2 separate regions of the Mus musculus genome follow, and region 2 is linked to region 1. The links are chromatin contacts, called in public Micro-C maps. All regions are on one chromosome and are shown on one strand. The core of a region is the stretch at or near the end of the contact, and the rest is flanking DNA. Distances in the headings are between cores, read along the strand shown.

What was found. A called contact is a pair of places that touch in the nucleus more often than the background predicts.
Region 2: a contact with region 1 is called in a Micro-C map of embryonic stem cells, with 4 times the contacts expected there. The contact joins the promoter of C1ql2 here to the promoter of Tmem177 in region 1. A contact is called at or near these places in 1 of 39 promoter capture datasets (embryonic stem cells), 1 of 484 Hi-C or Micro-C datasets (embryonic stem cells) and 1 of 9 other capture datasets (pancreatic islet).

What each region holds. Positions count from the first base shown.
Region 1 is chr1:119,910,523-119,915,510 of GRCm38.p6, forward strand. Tmem177 (transmembrane protein 177) reads right to left here and starts at 2,661. Exons shown (of 2, transcript NM_175106.4): 1 at 2,611-2,661; 2 at 1-632. The coding sequence starts at 425. All of the region lies in intron 2 of Gm28209 (a long non-coding RNA gene), which reads left to right.
Region 2 is chr1:120,338,297-120,343,284 of GRCm38.p6, forward strand. It overlaps C1ql2 (complement component 1, q subcomponent-like 2), which reads left to right and starts at 2,286. Exons shown (of 2, transcript NM_207233.1): 1 at 2,286-3,505; 2 at 4,099-4,878. The coding sequence starts at 2,822. The coding sequence ends at 4,278.

The DNA.
Region 1 (4,988 bases), core at 1,411-3,910:
GCATCTCTCAGCCTGGTGCCTGCTGGGCTTTGCCAATCCACTCTTTGCCCATGTATGATCACAGAGTGTTCAATGTTGGTCACAGGGCCACCCAGGAAGATGGCAGGGATTCCCACCACAGCCCCAGCAGGCAACCGTGGGAATCCAGCACTCACAGGCTGAAAAGTGAAGGCGGTAAAAGGCTTGTAGCAGTGACCCGAAGGGACACCTATGTCCTTTAGCACCTCTTGGAAGAGGCTCCACAGATGAGGGGAAAGAGGAGCTGGTTGGCCCTGAGGCCAGTACTGGTAGAGCCACTGGACTATGGGATCTGGGAAGAGGTGAAATGAGATTTGAACCCCAAACAGGCCTGCACAGGAACCCACCAATAGGCTTGTTCTGTGTCTCTGTATAAAGGCTGCAGCCCTCCACAGAGGACCAGCCATGAGTACTGCCTCTGCTGATAGACTGGCCAAGAAGAAGAGAAGTCAGCCGATGGTTCTGTCAGGTTGTGGGCTAAACAACCTCCGGGGCCACAATGTTCCTAACTGAAGTGACACTGCATTGTGGCTGAGAGTACGGGTTCCATCCAGAGTCCGACACCTCAGGCTTCACAGAATCAGCTTTCCCATTGGCAGCCAGGTGTAGAGCAACTGTGATGGGTAAATACAGAGAGGACATTTCAGTGTCTCACAGTGGTGGACATCCTCTGGCAATGGCTGTATTGCCATGGCTAGACACAGCACTAAGTATTCGACAGCCTCTCTCCAACCACCACTCATCCTAGAGTGACTCTCTAACTGACTTAGGATTCACATGTTTAATCACCTACTGTATGCTAGACACAGTTCTGAGAGCACTGCGTATACAGCTGTCCCTCAGTGGCTACAAGGGTTTACTTCCAGGATCCCCACAGATACCAAAAATCAAAGACCATCAGTTGCTTTATATAAATAGCATAGCATTTGCATATGAGCTCTCATAAAATATATATATATATATACCCACCTCTCACATACTTTAAGTTATCTCCATACTACTTATAATACCCACTACAACACAAGACTACATATAGAGCTAGACTACGACTAAAATGTCTGCCTGCTCAGCAGACACAGTTTTGCTTGCATATTTTCAGTTCTTGGCTGATTGAATATGCATGGACACAGACAGCCAACTGTACTAGGAAATACATGTAACACTAATAAACACAGGGAATATTTAAACGCACACATTTATACATAAATACTATATGTGCATATCCTTAGAGGATTAGATTCAAGATACAAACATTCCAAGATCCTCACATGCTCATCTCTTACAAAAAGGCTTAGTATTTGTTATTACAGAACCTATTACAATGCAAACACTACATTTGTAATTTGTGATGCTATATTGCTTAGGAATTAAAGGCCAGAAAATAAAGCCATGTTCAGTACAGATACAAATTTTCCTTCCAAAACATTTTTTGATATGTAGCTGGTGGTATCACCAAATATAGAGTCTGAGGACACAGAGAATTCACTGGATTCAGTCAGTCTAAGAAAAAAAAAATCATACTTCAGAGCCCATACCACAACAGTTTATTTCCAGCTGTGAAAAGGGATGCAGCTGGACAGGTTTATTGGCCAAAACCACAAGTGGCAGTGTCACATGCTGCCTAGTGTCCCTACTTCCACCAAGCTCCCATGGTTGAGCCACATTTCCATTATCTTACGAGGTGGCTGTATTTGGAGCTTCGGCCTATCATTGAAATAGAAACGGAAGGTTCGTGGGATAGCAATACTCAGATCTCACTGCTTTCGAGCTCAGATCCGGACACATACAGAAAAAATACCACATGAAGATCCAGGGGTAAGATGGCCATTTGTTAGCCTTGCTGAAATACCCAGGGAGCCTAGCTTGGCCACACCTGAGTCTTGGACCTCCAGCTCTGGAACTAAGAAAAAATAAACTCCTGTTGTTCAGGTCATTCCTCATGAGACACTTTTCTTGGCAGGCTAACCACTGATAGCAAAGGTTCGGTATTTGATCACGGGCCGTTAGAGATTCATAGCAAGCTGTTCACCTTAAAAATGTTATCTATTATATATACACAAACAGACCAAACAGACCATCCACCTCACTCATTAGCAAAGTTAATATTGTTTTTAAAGTTAATTGGTGGTGGTTTTTTTTTTGAGACAAAGTCTCACAGGCGCACTTTTGAATATTCTGGGCACCTTATTTCGTCTGTGATTATGTCACTATGACTGTTATTTCTCTTTGGATGAAATTTCACTTTATTCCTATCTCCGCGAAGCGTTTGATTAGCAATGTACTACTGTAAACAAAACGTAGGGTTCTGTATCACTCATTTAACTCATTCTTTCCAAGAGGAAACTGAGGCTAGAAAAGACAGGGTCCTTGGAAGGGAACAAAAAAAAAAACAAAAAACAAAAACAAAAACAACCTCTCCCGGGTCGGCCTCTGAGTCTCGCAGTTGGCCTAGAAGCAGGTGTAGGCTCTGGCTTTAGAAGAGCTCTCAATGTGATTCCGCCCTGACACATACCGGGCTGCTTCCAACAACCGGAACATGACTGAACCCGGAAGCTGGACATAAGAGAACTCACAGCCAAGAGGAGAGCTTACCTCGGTAGCAACCTTAGAACACGCCGCTCCCGCGCCGGACTGAGCAGGCGCAAAGCACGCCGGTCTGGGGGCCTTTGTGGGCGGGGCCTTTGTGGGCGGAACGGGCGTTGTGGGCGGGGCTTGGAGCAGCGCTTCTGTTCTGGTCCTGAGGTCTGCTCTCTAAGGTCTTATTCAGGGCGAGGTGGAGCAGTTTGAGGACTTTGTTATCCAATTCAGCCGTGTCGCGGCGCCCTTCGGAGCCAAGATAGAGACCTGCTGGCCCGGATTTCTGTAGCGCCGAATAGGTATCTGTGCAGTACGCTGGGAGGAGAGCTAAGCTTAATGAGAAAAGCGAGGACAGAAAGGTCTGGAATTGCTGCCAGTGACCGCTGCATTCCGAAGGTCAAGTGACCTTGTGAGACCAGCAAGAATTGTGGTCTAAAGCCGGGTGTGGTGGCACACGCCTTTAATTCCAGCACTCCGGAGGCAGAGGCAGGCGGATTTCTGAGTTTGAGGCCAGCCTGGTCTACAAAGTGAGTTCCAGGACAGCCAGGGCTATACAGAGAAACCCTGTCTCGAAAAACAAAACAAAACAATACAAGAAAAGAAGTGTGGTGTAGACCATATTAGAGTTAAGTAATAAGTACTTACTAGAAGGCACACCCAACAAATGGTAGATGCGTGGATACACAAATGTGCGCTCATTCATTTATAGGTGAACTTGGATGTTGCTCCTCAGGAGACAGCTGACCCGTTTTTGGAGATAGGGTTATCTCACTGGCATCTGGGGTTCAGCAATTAAGGTAGCCAGCCTGATCAAGTGAGCCCCAGGGGTCTGCCTGCTTCTGTCTCCCCAGGGCTGGGATTACAATCATACACCATTAACAGCCAGGTTTTTGGTTTTGTTTGTTTTTATGTGGCTGCTGAGGACTGAGCTCAAGTCTGCATGCTTTTGTGGCAGTCACTTTACCACTTCAGCCATCTCATTAATAGTCTGAGGAGTTTTCTAAAAAAACAGTGCCCAGGGGCTTTGGGTGTTAAAATAATACTCACCATTGCTAGTGTTTTCATTACTATTCAGTAGGTTAGAGCTATCTCATATCTTTAAGCATAAAGTCTGTTTACAAATATTACCTTAATACATCCAGGAATTTCTGTATAAAGATATTATTCTACTTGGTTTATAGTCAACTTTCAATTAATCCACACACCTTACAGATTATCTTCCTTATTTATATCTCACAATTTCCTTTTTTGTTTTGAAAATCAAATTTCCTGAGACATCTCAAACCACACTTTGGGTGAACTTAGTTGATGTTTTGGTTTGGTTTGGTTTGGTTTTTAAGATATGATTTCTCTATGTAGCTGTGGCTGTCCTGGAACTCATTCTGTAGACCAGTCTGACCTCAAACTCAGAGGTCCACCTGCCTCTACATCCTGGGTGCTGGGATTAAAGGCCCACACCACAGCCACCACCAGCCACCACCCCCTCCCCAGCTTAGTTGGTCCTTTAAAACACACTTACCCCCAGTATTACTCAGATTCTCCAGGGAACGAGAACCTGGAGTGTGAGAGTATGTGCGAAGAAGTTTAATAAAAAGCATTGGTTCCATGGCCATGGGGGCCCGGATCTTTAACCCCAACACTTGGGAGGCAGAGACAGGCAGATCTCAATAGTCCATACAACTAAGAAGGCCAAAGACCCAAGCTCTACTCTCAGATAGTTGAACAGCCAGGATTGCTTACGGCCTAGCACTGGTCAAACCCTGAAGCCCCCAGAGCAAGAGGATCAATGCAAAAGTTCTGACCTGAGTCTTAATCCAGAGCCAGGAAAACACCAATGCCCCAGGCTGAGTGCTTTGCTTTTTCAGCATTAAGAACTGAACTCCTGGGTCTCGGTGAAGCTCTTACCACCCTTAGCTATGGCCCGGGGGAGGGAGAGAGCTCTTCCTTAGACCAGACTGTTGTTGTGGTCATGTTAGGCATGATGTTAGCTGTGGAAGGGACTAACAAACAGCCCATCAATATGAGGTATGTGGAACAATGGATGGCCAGTTAAGTCCGAGAAACAGGGTGTAAAGATTATGGTGGTCATTGACTAGCTGGTGGTCCAGATATCAAGACTACTGTGCTCTTTGTTGCATCTCTACAGTAAGGGGTAAAGTCGGAGCCATAACAGCAGCTGTGACTCCTGGCCAGATGCATTGGACTGGTCAATATCTGTCATGGAGCAGGGAGGTCCTTGGGAGGCCTCACCCCTCTGAGAGAACCTATGGGCAAGTTAATGGATGCTGGAGAGAGAAAGACGTTTTCTTCAGTCATGTAGCCTCTGGGGCAATGCTTGTGCTCCTTCAAATAACTCCCACCCATGCTCCTGTAAGCAACCCTCATGAAATCCA
Region 2 (4,988 bases), core at 1,036-3,535, 430 kb after region 1:
AGCAGAGCCTACATTCTCTGCTTTGGAAGAGGTAACAGTGTGATTATGATGTTTGAATCTTCTTCATTAACCATAAACCCATCTACACCACCCTGCTTGTTACCCACAAATATCACCCCAGTTGCCACACCCACAACAGCAGAGCAGAGAGCATGTGTCTGTAGGTGGTGATATTAGCTGAGCTTCCACTAGCCTTTCAGTGAATGCACTCATTTATTCTCCCAGGAGCGCTGAGACAGGTTCTTGTCCGAGGTGCGCAACACTCTGCTCAAGGTCACATGGGTTGTAGTACTGGAACCCAACACTGGGCCTCCTACAATTACACATTCTAGGGTTGCTCTGGGCAGACTGGGGAGATCTGAAAACTCAGAAAGCCAGGGTAGACCCTGGACAAGCTCCTCGTACCATCAAAGCCTGTGTTTTCCCATCTATATTAGAGGAGAAAAGGCATGAATGCACAGGACTGTATCTGCAAAGGAAGGGAAGAGAACTCACAAAGCAACCACACAGCCGTTCTTAGCAGGAATATTGTGGAGACCTGTGCTGTGGTGGGACCAGCAAGTGGCCAGCGGTGGGAGCAGAAGCAACCACAGTGAAAAGTGAGACTCCACTGAGCATGGCATCTGATAAACAACCACTCTCTTTAGAGCACAAGCCCCGCCCCGGAAGGTGGCCCAGAAACCAGAGGTGTGGGGTCACTCACTTGTGTAGGTGATAGACAGCACCAGGACATCCAGCCTACCCAGACCAGGGGCTCTTCCCCTCTGAGGTAGGTGCCTTCCCAGCTCCCCGGGGGAGCAGGGGCCCAGTGTGTGTGGCTCTGTTTCCTCTTTAGTAGCAGTAGAAGGACATAGATGATTCTCCTTTAATTGTGCCCCAGCTGGAGGAGGGGTGCAAATGCATTTGGATGCAGGGAGAGGGAGCTGGGGTGTTCCTGGAGAGGAACTCACTCACCAGCCTGGAGCAGGGCTCCCTGTGCCTTCAGTGTGAATGGTGAAGGTAAGGGAGGAGAATTTACTAAAACACGTTGTTTTAAAATGCTATAATGACATCTAATATTTTGTATGATGTTTACGAAAGAAACTAAATTTAAAGAAGAAAATAAGTAACAACAGGAAGGGGGAAGAGATTGAGACCCTGAGGAGGAGGAGGAGGAGGAGAAGGAATCTGCCTTTAAGAAATTAGAGTTGAGGCAGGGGAGAGAGGGCTTGAGTTAAGAGTACTGGCTGCTCTTCCTAGAGGACCTAGATGCAATTCTCAGCACCCACATAGCAGCTCACAAATGTCTGAAACTCCAATTCTTGGGAATCTGACACGATCACACATGCAGGCAAAATACCAATGTACATGAATTAAAAAAAAAAAAAACAACCTTTAAAAGAAACAAGGGTTCAGTACCACTACTGACATCTTGTTTCCCCAGAGGCCTTACTTTAATTATTTATTGTTTCCACTTAGTTGCTCAATTAATTAATTTAGAGGTTTTTTTCTTCCTTTCTTTTTCTTTTTTCTTTCTCTCTTTTTTTTCTTCTTAAGACAGGGTTTCTCTGTGTAGCTCAGGCTATCCTGGAACTCACTCTGTAGACCAGGCTGGCCTTGTACTCAAAGATCTGCCTGCCTCTGCCTCCCCAGTGCTGGGATTAAAGACATGCACCATCACTGCCCTGCTTTCCTCTTTTTATTTTGAAAATTGTTCATCAACAGTTACTAAACGTGTTCGAATTCCAAGAGCTGACTAGACATATAAGACCATTCAGCCTTCTGAATAAGATGTAGGTGTGCCCCTCCTCTTACTCCTCTATTTGGAAGTTGGTTACTTTCTGTATGTAGTATGCGAATCCCCCTCTGCCACCCCGCTTTCTGTTTTAAAACAGAAAAGGCTGCAACATACAGTGTGTGCTTCTGTTCTTGAACTGGAAGCTTAGGCTGTCCTGGACTTGGGTTGAGACCTGGGCTCATCCAGATAGGAAATGGATTTGGTGACCCCGCCAGGACTTCGCAGGCACCACATCGTGGTCGTGTGTGGGTGCTGTATGCACCCACTGATTGCGCGCGTGGGTTCCAGAGCTTGGTGGTCTGCGAGAGGAGAGTGGGCAAGAGTGGGTGTGTCTGTGGAGCCCCAGCTAGGGGCTGCTGCCCGCTGCTCCCACTTGTGGCTCCTGGGCGCCGCCAGCAGGCACATCTCCGGAGGACGCCGCGGGATGGGAGCTGATGACAGGAGAGCGCCGTCTCCCGAGTGATGGCAGCGCACGCTGCTGCCTCGCCGCCTCCGCCGCTCAGTCCTGATCTTACGTTAGGGTAGCTGGGTACCCCCTCCGCCCGGGAACCAGCTAGTAGAGGGAGAACAGAGCAGAGCGTGCGGCAGAGCCGATCCCGCGTCCCGCCGAACCCTGCCAAGCCCCGCCAATCCCAGCAGAGCAGGAACCAGCGCAGCTGAGCCAACACCGGACGCCGCACTGAGACCCAGCATTCCCCAGCCGCCACTACCCGGTCCCCGCCGGGGTGCCGGGCTCGTCCTGTGAGCCCCTCGTCATGCGTGTCGGGCTCTTCGACTCTCCAGATCAGTTCCAGAGCGGTGGCCTCAGGAGCCCAGGTCCGGATACCTCTCGTTGAAATAGTTGGGTGGCTAAGAGAGGGGTCTCCACGTCGGGGACGCGGAGGGGACCTGCGGAGTTGGCGTCCGAACGCATAGAGCGGGGCCACCCGGCGCCGCTCCACCATTACCTCCCCAGGCGGCAAGGAGGAGCTGGTGGCGGTCGCCTCCCGGCTGTGGCAGCGGCGGCGGCGCGCCTGCTTGGCGGCCGTCGGCGTGCTCTTGGCCATGGCACTGGGGCTGCTGATCGCGGTGCCTCTGCTGCTGCAGGCGGCGCCCCCCGGAGCGGCTCACTACGAGATGCTGGGCACCTGCCGCATGATCTGTGACCCATACAGCGTCGCTCCCGCAGGGGGACCCGCGGGCGCCAAGGCTCCACCGCCGGGACCCAGTACCGCTGCCCTGGAAGTTATGCAGGACCTCAGCGCCAACCCCCCGCCTCCGTTTATCCAGGGACCAAAGGGTGATCCGGGGCGACCAGGCAAGCCAGGGCCTCGGGGTCCTCCTGGAGAGCCAGGGCCTCCTGGGCCCAGGGGTCCCCCGGGAGAGAAAGGAGACTCGGGGAGGCCAGGGCTACCCGGACTGCAGTTGACAACCAGCGCGGCCGGTGGCGTTGGAGTGGTGAGTGGCGGAACCGGGGGCGGTGGCGACACGGAGGGAGAAGTGACCAGTGCGCTGAGCGCCGCCTTCAGCGGTCCCAAGATCGCCTTCTACGTGGGACTCAAGAGCCCCCACGAAGGCTACGAGGTGCTCAAGTTCGACGACGTGGTCACCAATCTTGGCAATCACTACGACCCCACTACAGGCAAGTTCAGCTGCCAGGTGCGGGGCATCTACTTCTTCACGTACCACATTCTCATGCGTGGCGGCGACGGAACCAGCATGTGGGCGGATCTCTGCAAGAACGGGCAGGTCAGTGACTTTCTCCCACACACCCCTCCCTACCTTTCCCGGCCCAACAGAGTCCGCAGACCGTTCATTACAGGCGCCCGGAACCCCAGGGAACTATATACTGTTTCCTGCCACTCTCCAGCGCCCCAGCAAACTCTGGGGTCGGGTGGGCGCTGGACCACATGCATCGCCCAGCTTCCCTGCGTACTATGCTGTCCTTTGCATAAATGTACTGGGCGTTTGAGACTGGACCCCGGGTGCACAGTGACCCTGGCACCTAAATAGGTCTCCAGTCCCCAATCGATTGAGTCATGGCCTGAAGTGGCTGGGCTCCTAGAAAAACCCAGTTGTCTTTATCACTGTGATTGCACGTGGGCCATCCCTTTCCCTCCAGTTTATTCATCTTGGCCTTGACCCCCTAGGACCTTTACATACTGGGCAAGTAAACCCCCTTTCCTTGACTCTGCTACCAAGAGAACTTGGAGCCGAGGAGGGAGTGTTTACACTGAAGTAGCAGGCAGGGAGCCTGCAAAGGGATGGGCGAGGGAGGCCAGGCTTGGACTCAGGAAGAGGTGCAGGGTCCCACCCGCTCGCTCTTCTGGTTCGCCCCGCAGGTGCGAGCCAGCGCCATAGCCCAGGACGCGGACCAGAATTACGACTACGCCAGCAACAGCGTGGTACTGCACCTGGATTCAGGCGATGAAGTCTACGTGAAGCTGGACGGCGGGAAGGCTCACGGCGGCAACAATAACAAGTACAGCACGTTCTCGGGCTTCCTCCTGTATCCGGATTAGGGGCCTAGAGGGCGCGCGCGAGGCCGGGTGGCTTCAGGCCACCCCATCCCCATCGGGCGCGCGCGGGCTCTTTGGTGAATGTCACTCTGCGGCTTCATGACACTTCCTGACATCTCCGTTGGAAAAGACACATCCCTGCTCTCCTACTTGTCCTGCCTCAGGCCTCAGTGTGTCTAGGATTCACTACGCTGCGGGGAGGCTGTGTCCCCGGTCCCAGTGCCCATCCTGGGGAGGGAGAGGGAACATTCAAGTGGGGAGCTGGGCGAGAATCCCAGCTCTGGCGGGGTTAGTTGCGGGGCAGCCCAGACTTGAGAAAGCTGATTGGACTAGACAGGCGGCCCTAGGGAGTTTGAGGTCTCCCAGCTTGCCTCTTCCTTCCAGTGTCCCCCGGTTAAGGGCTGCAAGACTCACAAGGAAGAAAGACCCTGGTGACCGCTACTCTCTCGGACCTCCCTTTTTGTGACCCGAAATGCCTGTGCAGTTTTTCCTATCCATCAGCCAAAAATCCACCCCTAGCAGAATTCCAACAAACAGAAAGTTCACCTTGTCATGCACACTCTCCATATCCTCCTCTGCCATGCATTAAATTATGTTTTTAGACCACCGGCTCCTGCTCTTTTTGTTAATAGAGCCCTTTTACCTGGACTTCAGACATTCCTCCCTGTCATTCAACCCAGCCAATGCCCTTTCTCCAGCCAGTGCATGGCCCC